Linked DNA regions of Pan troglodytes: region 1 is linked to region 2. The links are chromatin contacts, called in public HiChIP or PLAC-seq maps. All regions are on one chromosome and are shown on one strand. The core of a region is the stretch at or near the end of the contact, and the rest is flanking DNA. Distances in the headings are between cores, read along the strand shown.

Evidence for each region. HiChIP or PLAC-seq counts read pairs in DNA pulled down with a chosen protein or histone mark.
Region 1: a contact with region 2 is called in an H3K4me3 HiChIP or PLAC-seq map of stem cell-derived excitatory neurons, with 15 times the contacts expected there. The contact joins the promoter of CIAO1 here to the promoter of NEURL3 in region 2. A contact is called at or near these places in 1 of 7 Hi-C or Micro-C datasets (stem cell-derived neural progenitor cells) and 1 of 1 datasets of contacts at active chromatin or transcription factors (stem cell-derived excitatory neurons).

The regions. Positions count from the first base shown.
Region 1 is chr12:26,803,098-26,808,842 of NHGRI_mPanTro3-v2.0_pri, reverse strand. CIAO1 (cytosolic iron-sulfur assembly component 1) reads left to right here and starts at 2,902. Exons shown (of 7, transcript XM_001144741.7): 1 at 2,902-3,346; 2 at 4,182-4,330; 3 at 4,486-4,597; 4 at 4,697-4,785; 5 at 5,319-5,520. The coding sequence starts at 3,208. It overlaps TMEM127 (transmembrane protein 127), which reads right to left and starts at 2,927. Exons shown (of 3, transcript XM_054678621.2): 1 at 2,726-2,927.
Region 2 is chr12:26,560,501-26,565,842 of NHGRI_mPanTro3-v2.0_pri, reverse strand. It overlaps NEURL3 (neuralized E3 ubiquitin protein ligase 3), which reads right to left and starts at 2,401. Exons shown (of 4, transcript XM_016948975.4): 1 at 1,890-2,401. The coding sequence starts at 1,965.

The sequences.
Region 1 (5,745 bases), core at 1,653-4,152, 240 kb before region 2:
ACTTCCTGGGTTCAAGCGATTCTCCTGCCTCAGCCTTCAGAGTATCTGGGACTACAGGCGTGTGCCACCACACCCAGCTAATTTTTGTATTTTTAGTAGAGACAGGGTTTCTTTCACCATGTTAGCCAGGCTGGTCTCCAACTCTTGACCTCAGGCAATCCACCCGCCTCGGCCTCCCAAAGTGCTGGGATCAGAAGTGTGAGCCAGTTCCTGGCCTTTCTTTTTTTTTTTTTTTTGAGATGGAGTTTCGCTCTTGTTGCCCAGGCTGGAGCACAATGGCGCAATCTCAGCTCACTGCAACCTCAGCCTCCCAAGTTCAAGCGATTCTCCTGCTTCAGCCTCCCAAGTAGCTGGAATTACAGATGCCTGCCACCACGCCCGGCTCAAAAATTTACTTTTATTTTTAACATGCCTTCGACAAGGATGCACACCAAAGTGAAATAATTATGAGATTGCTCCTTATGACAGCTGAAGTAAAACAAAGGATAAAAACCATAAATGGCACGGCATCATTTTATATTGGCATCAACAGAGGTGGGGTAGTCCCAGCTCTGCCACCCTAAACTGGGTAGCCTTGGGGAGATCCTTCATTTTTCTGAGCCACAGCTAAGCACACCCTATGCAGTGCTAGATTTCAGAGATCTAGCTTTCTAGATCTGATGGGTCTAGTGGTGGGAAGGTGGTATGTGTGCTTCAAAGAAAGCAAGTACAGGGCAATGTGCTAACAGAAAAACCACCAAGACTCACTCAAGCTTAATGCTCTTTGTGCCATTAGCAACATGACAGAGAAAAGGCTGCATATAAGGCCTCTGTCGTGTGCATAACTTTGGCTTTAATGAGCCAACCCAGCAAAGAGTACCATTAAGGTGAAATCTGGAAACAACCAGTTGTCCCCAACCTTCTACAAAATCACCCTACAGCTTCTAAAACTCAAGAGAGATGCAAAACAGTAAGAGAACACTCAGAGAAAGGCAACATTTGGCCACAAGGATGAGGCTTTTCAGCCTAGACCTGCAGAAGCAGAGTATGGTCCGATGCACAGCGGGGAACTTGGACCTTTTCACCAAATCCCAGTGCCTGAATTCTTCAGGAGGTAACACGCAGATATCTAACAGGAAGTGCTTCTGATAGGCGGTGCAGTAAACATCTGGAATGCATCACAGCCAGGGAATAGCACAGAGAGGATAGCACAGAGAGGATATAAGACCTTCAAGATGGCTCAAAAGACCTTGGGGTTGATGAACTATGCTGTTACTAAGGACTGTTTGGGGTACATTGATCATTGTTAGGGTAAAAAGCAGGTGATACAGTCCAGTCCTGTCCTCACACTTCACAATTTTTACTGGCGACAAGACTGGGCAGGATAAACTATGGGGCCCATAGGACCCTCCCATCGTCTGCTGTCTTTCTGGCCGGAAAGCATGATGATGAACAAAGCAACCTTGCCTCTGTCAGGCACACCTATAATGGTTCCAAGAGCCACATTCCGACTGTTGTATTGCGGGTGGCAATGGAACGGTCTTCCGATTACCTAAAATGCCACAGATTCCCTTCTTCTCTAATACGCATCCGATTACCATAAAACTCTAAGATATGTTTTAAAACCTAGTCATATTAAAAGTTCCTTTTTCTCCATTAATCAGTCTGCCCCAAAGAAGCTTTTCCATATTTCACAGGCTCCTTAGAAGAGGCCAGCTAACTGTGATACCTAGCACCCTTATCTTTTCTCGATACACAGCGTCCTTCCTCCAGCAGAATCCTAAAATAGCAGCAGTCCGGATTAACATGGCTGTGAGGAGTAGGTGCTTAGCTGAATAACATCAGAATTAATGAGGGGCCGGACCCCAAACAGAGCCACCTGGTGGGCATGAACACCAGGCAGTTATGGGGCCGTTTCCTTCAACCAAGTGTCTGGTCCCTGGCTATCTCTGCTTCAGCCAGAACACATTCTGTCCCCCACCGAGGCTTTAAGGGCCAGCGCGCAGCACCCTCACCTTTCAGCAGGTCCGGGTGCACATAGCCCAACACGTCGGAGACCCCCAGCTCCTGGCGCGAACAGGTGCCTCCGTGGATGTGCAACCAGGCGGGCTCGGCGAGGGCAGTGCACAGCGCCGTGATAGACAGGGCGCCAGGCAGGGCCGAGGCCAGGCTACGCTCCGGCTGCTTGGGCAGAGCGCTGCCTCCCGGGCTCCTCCGCCGGCGCCCGCCGGGCAGCCCTGCGCCTCCGGGGGCGTACATGCCCGGGGCCGCCCGCCGTCGCTCCGCAGTCGCTGCTGGTCGCCGCCGACCTCCGCGGGGCGCGCAGAGCCTGACAGTCCGGTGGAGGATAGCAACGCTCCGGGTTCGCTGCAGGTGAAGCCGGGACTGGGCTGTCAGGGTTGACACCAGAGGATAGGGGGGTGGGACCCGGGGCTGACGGAGACGGGGAGGGCTGCGGGAATTCGGGGGGCGGAGACAGGAGACTCCGGAATGGGACTGCGGGACGACAACCGAAGACGGCCAGGGGCCAGATGGGGTCTGGGCAGACTCGAGTGGGGGGCGGAGGGATCGGGGATCGGCTACTGCTAGAGCAAAGACCCGGAGTCAGGGTCTCAGCCAGAGGATGCCGAGAGGCGGAGGACCGGGCTGGGCCGCGGGGATCGGGGACTCGTGATCTGGGACCGGCGGTTTGGGGTGCGACCTGTGCGCAGAAAAGACCCTCCCCACGCCGCCCATTGTTCCTCACCAGTCAGCAGGCCCCAGGGCTGGGATGGTGCTGCTCAGCCCAGTCACGGGCTTCTCGGCTGCCGGGGGCCGAGCGTTCCCAGGCCCCAATCCCGCAACGCCCGGACAGACCCGGGGCCGATGCACTTCCGGCTTCCTCCTCCTCTGCCTCCTCCTCCTCCGGCTCCCCGCCCCGTCCCCCGCGCGCGTCACAGGCTGGGCGCGCCGCCGGCTCTGCGCAGGGCCTCACGGGACTGGTAGTTCGAGGCGGTCCCGCGATGCTTTCCCTGCCGAGGTGAGGGGAGCGACTACAACTCCCAGAGGGTATGGCGGCCGCAGCAGTGGGCAGTTGAGTTTCCGGGGCGACCCAGGTCCTCCGGCGGAAGCGGGAGCCTCTGTCGGCCGCGGAAGCCTGGAGTGGGCGGTACGCAGACGCGCGCGGTGAGACCCGCTGTCTGCTCAGCGGACTCTGCCCGCCCCCACCTCCCCCTGCGTCGGGCCGACATGAAGGACTCGCTGGTGCTGCTGGGCCGTGTCCCGGCGCACCCGGACTCCCGCTGCTGGTTCCTGGCCTGGAACCCCGCGGGGACCCTGCTGGCCTCGTGCGGCGGCGACCGGAGAATCCGCATCTGGGGCACGGAGGGTAAGGCCCAGCCTGGTTGCGCGGCCCTCAGCGCTGAGGGCTCAGCCTGCGCGTAGTGCAGGCGCTCAGCCTGCAGGGGAGGCTGAACCTGTTCCTGGCGGAGGGAGAGTGGGATGTTAGCCACGCCGAGAAGGGCTTTAAGGTAAAGAAGTCTGCGACTGTTGGGAGGAAAAACGTAAGCAGACAAGCTGAAATGTCAAGGGAATTGTGTTAGCTGCAGAGGCAGGAAAATGGGAAAAGAGAGGTGTTAGGAAAGTGGCCTTCAGAGTAACTTGCGACTGGATGGTCACATTTTATCCCGAGGGCATTGGGGAACCAATAGCAATTTTAGATCAGATTTGTTTTAGAAAGATGCCTCCAGAGGTTGGGCGCGGTGGCTCACGCCTGTAATCCTAGCAGTTTGGGAAGCAGAGGCGGGTAGATCACCTGAGGTCAAGAGGTCAAGAGGTCAAGACCAGCCTGGCCAACATGGTGAAACCGTCTCTACTAAAAGTACAAAATTAGCTGGGCGTGGTGGCGGGCACCTGTAATCCCAGCTACTCGGGAGGCTGAGGCAGGAGAATCCCTTGAACCCAGGAGGCGAAGATTGCAGTGAGCCGAGATTGTGCCATTGCACCCCAGCCTGGGCATCAGAGCAAAAACTCCGTCTCAAAAAAAAAAAAAAAAAAAAAAAAAGCTTCCAGAGGAAGTAGATTCAGTTGCATCTTTGTAAAAGCTGTGAAATACACTCCCTGAGCTTTCCCCCACTAGCTTGATTCCAGTGCTAGCCCCTGATATTGAATGGCTTCATGGTGCTGCACCCAGCTCCAGAGCCTGGCCTGCGCTCCGCCTTTAGGTGACAGCTGGATCTGCAAGTCTGTCCTTTCTGAAGGCCACCAGCGCACCGTGCGGAAGGTAGCCTGGTCCCCCTGCGGTAATTACCTGGCCTCTGCCAGCTTTGATGCTACCACTTGCATTTGGAAGAAGAACCAGGATGACTTTGAGGTACCCAGGCTGGTTGGGACCAGTATTATTGCCTGTTTCCTCCCCAGGGCTGGTTCAGGAACCTGAGCCAACCTGCGCCAGTTGGGCTGTACCCATGGGAAGGGGCTTAGGGGTGTTAGCTGCTGTTAATTCTCATTTTCTTTCCCCTTTCACAGTGTGTAACCACTCTCGAGGGCCATGAAAATGAGGTCAAGTCAGTGGCTTGGGCCCCATCTGGCAACCTCCTGGCCACTTGCAGCCGAGATAAGAGCGTTTGGGTCTGGGAAGGTGAGGCCAGGTCCCTCCAGGTGGATTGGGAACCACCTGACAGCCCCCTCTGTGTCCCTGACAGGGTCGGCTCTTGGGTCCCCTTTTTCTCTCCCACAGTTGATGAAGAGGATGAGTATGAATGTGTCAGTGTTCTCAACTCCCACACACAGGATGTCAAGCATGTGGTTTGGCACCCAAGTCAGGAGGTAAGAGTCAAGCAGGGACTCTTGTGGGAAGGGCTCTGGTGTGCAGGCTTGTGCCCAGCCTTCCTCTGCTTTTCAGCCTTAATCTAGCTTTTACGGAGAGTTCCATCTGTGAACAAAAAACATTAGTCCCTTTATAAAAACAGATCCGGCTGGGTGTGGTGGCTCACACCTATAATCTCAGCACTTTGGGAGGCCATGGTGGGTGGATCATCTGAGGTCAGGAGTTCGAGACCAGCCTGGCCAACGTGGTGAAACTCCGTCTCTACTAAAAATACAAAATTAGCCGGGCATGGTGGCACATGCCTGTAATCCCAGCTATTCGGGAGGCTGAGGCAGGAGAATCACTTGAACCCAGGAGACGGGGGTTACAGTGAGCCGAGATCGTGCTATTGCACTCCAGCCTGGGCAACAACAGCAAACTTCATCTCAAATAAATAATAAAATAAAATAAAAGCAGATACCTGGAACTGACCTGTCCTTTGCTTCCTGGGCCACACAGACACATGTTGGGTTTCCTTTCACTCTTCCCCCAGCTCTTAGCTTCTGCCAGCTATGATGACACAGTGAAGCTGTACCGGGAGGAAGAGGATGACTGGGTATGCTGTGCCACCCTTGAGGGCCATGAATCCACTGTGTGGAGCTTGGCCTTTGACCCGAGTGGCCAGCGCCTGGCGTCTTGTAGTGATGACCGTACTGTGCGTATCTGGCGTCAGTATCTACCAGGCAATGAACAAGGTGAGGTCCATTAGTAGAGCTAAAGAAGACCCATGTCTCAAGGGGTTCACAGTCTGCTAAGACACGTACATGAGTCAGAGCAAATGGGGGTAAAAGGTAAGATGTGCCACAAGAGGGCTTTGGATAGAGTGCTGGAAGAATCAGGAAAGTTTTGTAGAACGGGTTGTTTCATCTGAATTTAAAAGGGTATGTAGGATTTTAACATGAGAATTTCACGTGAGAATT
Region 2 (5,342 bases), core at 1,152-3,651:
TCCAAAGGCCCCTGTGTCATGTAAAATTTACATGAAATAAATTTGTGTGCTTTTCTCTTGTTGACCTGTCTTTTGTTATAGGTGTCCTAGCCATGAACCGAGCAATGGGTGGGGAAAGATTTTACTTTTGTACTTTTCCTCCCCTGCAGAATGCTACCGTTTTTGTTGTTGTTGTTGTTGTTGTTGTTGTTGTTGTTGTTTTTGAGACGGAGTCTCGCTCTGTGGCCCAGACTGGAGTGCAGTGGCACGATCTCGGCTCACTGCAACCTCTGCCTCCCAGGTTCAAGCAACTCTCCTGCCTCAGCCTCCCAAGTAGCTGGGACTGTGGCGCTCTCCATGACGCCCAGTTAATTTTTGTATTTTTAGTAGAGATGAGGTTTCACCATGTTGGCCAGGATGGTCTCCATCTACTGACCTCGTGATCCACCCGCCTCGGCCTCCCAAAGTGCTGGGATTACAGGCGTGAGCCACCGCTCCTGGCCCGGAATGCTACCGTTCTAAGTCCAGAACTTACCTGATAGTCCTCATGGCAACTCCTCAAAAAGGTCCTGTTTATTGTAATCATTTCCATTATACACGTGGGGAAACTGAGGCACACGACAGTTACGCAGCTTGTTCAGCTCACTAGGCATGACGTGACAGGCTGGGACTGGCCCAGGTATCGTGGCTGGAGACCGTCTGCCTTGCGCCCCTCCACGGCCACTCGCCGCGGAGACTCCGCCCCTTGGAAGTGCCCCCTAATTAGGAATATCTCCTCCACTGGACTGCGCGGGCACAGAGCAGGAGATTTGTAGATAGGCCTAACTGGCTGCTGAGTGTCAGGTGGAGGCTGCCCCGCAGTAGATGTCACCCGCCAGCCCCGCTGCAAACCTTTGCTTTGAGACGGGCGGGCCCGTGCCCTCGAGCGCGGGGCGGTCTCCGCTGTGCCGAGACTGAGGCGGCCCCTGCTGGCGGCGGTCAGTACTGCAGGAGGCGCCGAGGGCCCGGGAGCCCCCAAAGCCGGGAGGGGCGCCCCAGAGGGAGGTGAGCGGCGCCGAGGCTCACTATACCGCAGCTCCCACACACCCGTCTCCCAGGGTGGGTGGTAGCCTCACTGGGACCCCTCTGTTGCAGTCGGCCTCTCTTGCCCAGAGCTCCATCACTACACATGTCTTCACGCAGGTTATCTCTCAAGACTCAACCCGCGCTCCGGGAAGAGCCTGACACACGAGGAAGCCACTGCTGCCCCGCGCCCACTCCAGCGTGCGGCCCAGCGGGACCGGGAGCCCAGCCCAACCTGGGGCACTGTCAGGCAGCCCGGTCCCTCGTGGTCCCTGCCATTAAGGCCCAGGGACGCCTACCTATGACACTTGCCAGCCCTCATCCGTTCCCCGCCGGGCCAAAATCTCAGAGGGCAGGGGCTGCCCTGCCTAGAAACCAGCCCCAGAACATCAGGGCCGCGGGCGCTGTGGGCGGTCGGCCAGGGCGCGCAGGGGCCAAACAGGGCAGCGTTGGGAGCTTTTGCACAAGGCACCCCTCTGCCAGCCTCATGGCCCAGCCATGCCACCCCCGTGAACCAAGTGTGCTGGCCCACAGCAGCGCTCTGCACAACAGCCCCAGCCTGGAAACAAGCGAATGTCCACTGCTGTCCACCTCACCCTCAGCTGGGGGAGCTGAGCTGCTCAGATCCCCGGGAATGCAGGGCCCATTCCCCGGAGGCCAAGGCCAGTGTCCCACGCACACCCAGTCCAGGCCTATGCTTCCCCGGGTCTGCCGCCTAAGCAGCCCTGTCCCTGATCTCTGTCTCAGAGGCTGCTCCCGGCCCAGCTTCCCACAACCATCAGCAGGACCTAAACTGCCACATATGCGCGCCATGGAATACTGTGCCAATGACAACAAATTACTGCTACCTGCAACGACGTGGATAAACCTCACAGCCGTGAGGCTGATGTAAGGGAAGACCCAAAGAGCACCGCGTGCTGCCATTCATAGGAAGTTCAGGCAAAACCCATCCGTGGTGTTCGAAGCAGGACAAGGCTGCCTTTGGGAGGTAGTGATCGGCAGGGACACGGGAAGCCTCTGGGGAGCTGGAAACGTCCTGCACCTTGATCGTGGTCACACAGGTGTGTAGATGTACAAAAAAACCCTTCCAATCGGACCCTCAAATCATACATAAATTGCGTCTTCGTGTTATGTTGGCTAAGCCCTTCCAGCCCTAACAATGTCGTTCTGGCGGAGCTGGTGAGTCAGGAAGCATCCACGCCGCCTGGGAAGACCGGCTCTGGAGGCTGGAGGGCTTGACCAGCACTGCCACCCGGTGGCCGGCAGCGGAACTGACCACAGGCCTGGTGCCCTGGAGAGAATGGGCCACAAACGCTCCGCCAGGACTGCAACTGTGTCCTAGGCGCCGCCCTCAGCCACCAAGTCGGCCTGCCTCTCGAGCACCCAACAACTCCAACAAGCCCTCTGGACCAATAGCTGCAGCCCCCACGGGGCCTTGGGGGTGGGAGGGAGGAGAGGGAGGCCAGCCTGTAGCACAGTACCAGCCCAGAGTTATTAACAGGTCTGTGCTGTCACTTCCGCTCTGCTGCGGTCCTCCTGGGTCCTGATTCTGCCGGGCGCCTCCACAGCCTTCCTCCCTCCTGGTTCTCCCCGCCAGCAGCCAGCACGGGAGCGCCCACTGGGCATGAATGGGGAGCCTGCCAGAGAGGGGAGCTGGGGGAGAGAGGCACAGCTTCCAGGCCTGGCGTGGCTGCTCATGCCTGTGCGTGAGGGAAGGGTCAAGGGAAAGGTGTGCCCTCTCTTCTTTTGGTTTCTTGTTTTCCTTTTTCCCGTGCCCCCTCACCCCATACACAACTGTCAGGGTGTCTGTCCTGGAAAGACACCTGGTACCTGCCCTGGTGGTGCCTGCCCTGTGTGGGGTGTGTGTATGCGTGTGCATGCGTGTGTGCATGCATGTGTGTTCAACAGGAATTGATTTAGTGCCTGCTATGTGCCAAGCACTGTCCCAGTTCTGGGTAACCAGAGATTGAAGGAAACCCAATCCTCATCCTTCAGCCACTTTGTGCATGCCCTGGAATTTAGGTAAGTGCTACAAGAGGGCCAAACTGAGGGCTGGGAAAACCAGCGGTGTCGAGGGGTTGTTATGCCCAGGGAATGGGTGAAGGTTTTGTGGAAGAAGAGTTATTAAAATTGTGCCCTGAAAGGTAAATAGGATTTCAACAGCCAGGAAAGGAATGAAAGGCATTTCAGGGAGAAGGAATACACACACAAAAGCATAGGAACGGAGACATGATCTGTGCTGTATGGTTGTATCAGGTAGGATTAGGATTGCTTGCATGCAAGAGAATGTCCAAAAGGACAGTGGCTTGAGCAAGGCATGTTCATTTCTTTTTCACATAAAATAAGCTGAAGACAGGCAGTCCAGCTAGTCATGACACCTCTGCAGCCACAGGGGACCCAGGCTTTCTCCGCTGTTCAGCTCCACCATTCTAGCACTGGCCTCAAGGTCACGTCATGTACCAAAAGTGCTGCTGGAACTCCAGCCAGTACATCAGAGCTCCAAGCATCAGGGAAGAGAAAGACTCAAATGGGCACTCCTCTAAGCTAAGCCAAGCCAGCTTGCAATTAAGCTGATTTACTGGAGGGCCTATGTAACGTTTTCATTTATAGCTCATTGGCCAGAAGCTTGTCACATGGCCACAGCTAGCTGCAAGGGAAACTGAGAAATGTAGTCTTTATCGGGAAGAGCAGCTAAAAATTGGGGTCTGTCACTAAGGAAGAAGGAGAAACTGGATGTTGGTGGGAAGCCAGCACTGCCTAGCCCAGGGTAGAGTGGAGCAGTGGTCCTTCAACTTGTGAGGAGGGGGGCAGGAAGGCAGCCTGATCACAGGGGCCGTGCCGTGGAGGGGCTGGACTCTTCCGTAGCAAATAGGGGATTGCTGAAAGATTCTCAGCAGGAGCCAAGGGTTGAGGAACCTGGAACTGTTGGGCAGAAAATGGAAGCATGCAAGGAGGGGAAGGGAACTGTGAGAAGTTAATAAGGGCACGAGGCAGGGAAGGGCACCCCAGGAGAGCCAAGGCTAAGCCTGGCAACAGTGGGAGGTGATGCCAGGGCCCCGGGGAGGGACACAGATCTACTGAGGGTAGTCTGGGAGGAACACAGTACTAGCAGATAGCTGTGTCTGAGGCAGCTGTTAACCATCAAGTCAGGTGGCTCAAAGGCAACTGAGAATCCAAGTGGAAGCTCAGGTGAGATGACAGCACTGGGAACATAGATGGAGCGATCAGTCATACAGTGGTGGATGGGATCAGCCAGGCAGGGATCCAGTCGTTCAGCTGGAGGACTCTGATGGATCTTTCGGAGTTACTGGGGAAGAACAATGGAGTGACCAACTGCATAAATTTTGAAGCCAGAGCTGGGTTCAAATCCAGACTTTAATAGCCATAAGCCTGTGGGCTGGCTAACAACACTTTCTAAGCCTTAATTTTCTCATGTGCAAAATGGAAATAAAGAGGCCTTCTGTGCGGGCTGATAGGAGGGCTGAATGAGTAATGAGTAGCACATTCCCACACAGGGAACTGCACTAACCAGTAAATACCTGCTCTTACCAGTAAACCACCCCCCCGCCCCCCACTTACTGAAGAGGACATCAGTGCCTTTCTTGGGGCCATTCACTGTGCCCAACAGTCCTCTCACTGCAAGGTGGGGCCCGTGGAGCCCTGTGTGGGATCGCTCAGGTGAGGTCACAAGCACTGTGCCTCTCCAGGACCCTGAGACCTCCAACCCAGCATGGCTAGGGCAGCCCCTGGCTCTGCCAAACCTCCTGGACAGGGGCATCTGCAGCCCCAGACAGGTGGGTCAAGAGAAGTGTTATGCCTCCTGCCAGCAGGGAAAAGAGGCCAGAGTGGGCCATGGCATGCCCCTTTCCTTAAAGGGCACAGCCAGAAAGAGCACACATGGCCCAAACTTCAGCTTGAATCCCATTGACCAAAGCTTAGTTGTGTGGCCACATCCAGCTGCAAGGAACTGGGAAGTGTAGGCTTCATTCTGGGCAATCATGTGCCCAGCTAGACAGAAATTGGAGTGTTCCAATATTACAATAGAGAAGGAGAGAATGGATATTGAGGGAAAACAGCAGCCATAGGGTGCAGGGAAAGAGAGAGGGCATGGCACCCTGGGTGCAGGGTGGTGGGAGGCTCTGAGCGCTGGGAGACCCCATGCACCTGGGACTCACATGTGCGGCATGCACATCGCCTGGCACCCAGCCCGCAGCAACTCAGCTGTGGGGGCACTGTGGGTGGGTGGGCAGGGGAGCTGTTGTAGCTGAGAACCACCTCTACTGGCCAGAAGGACAAATCAC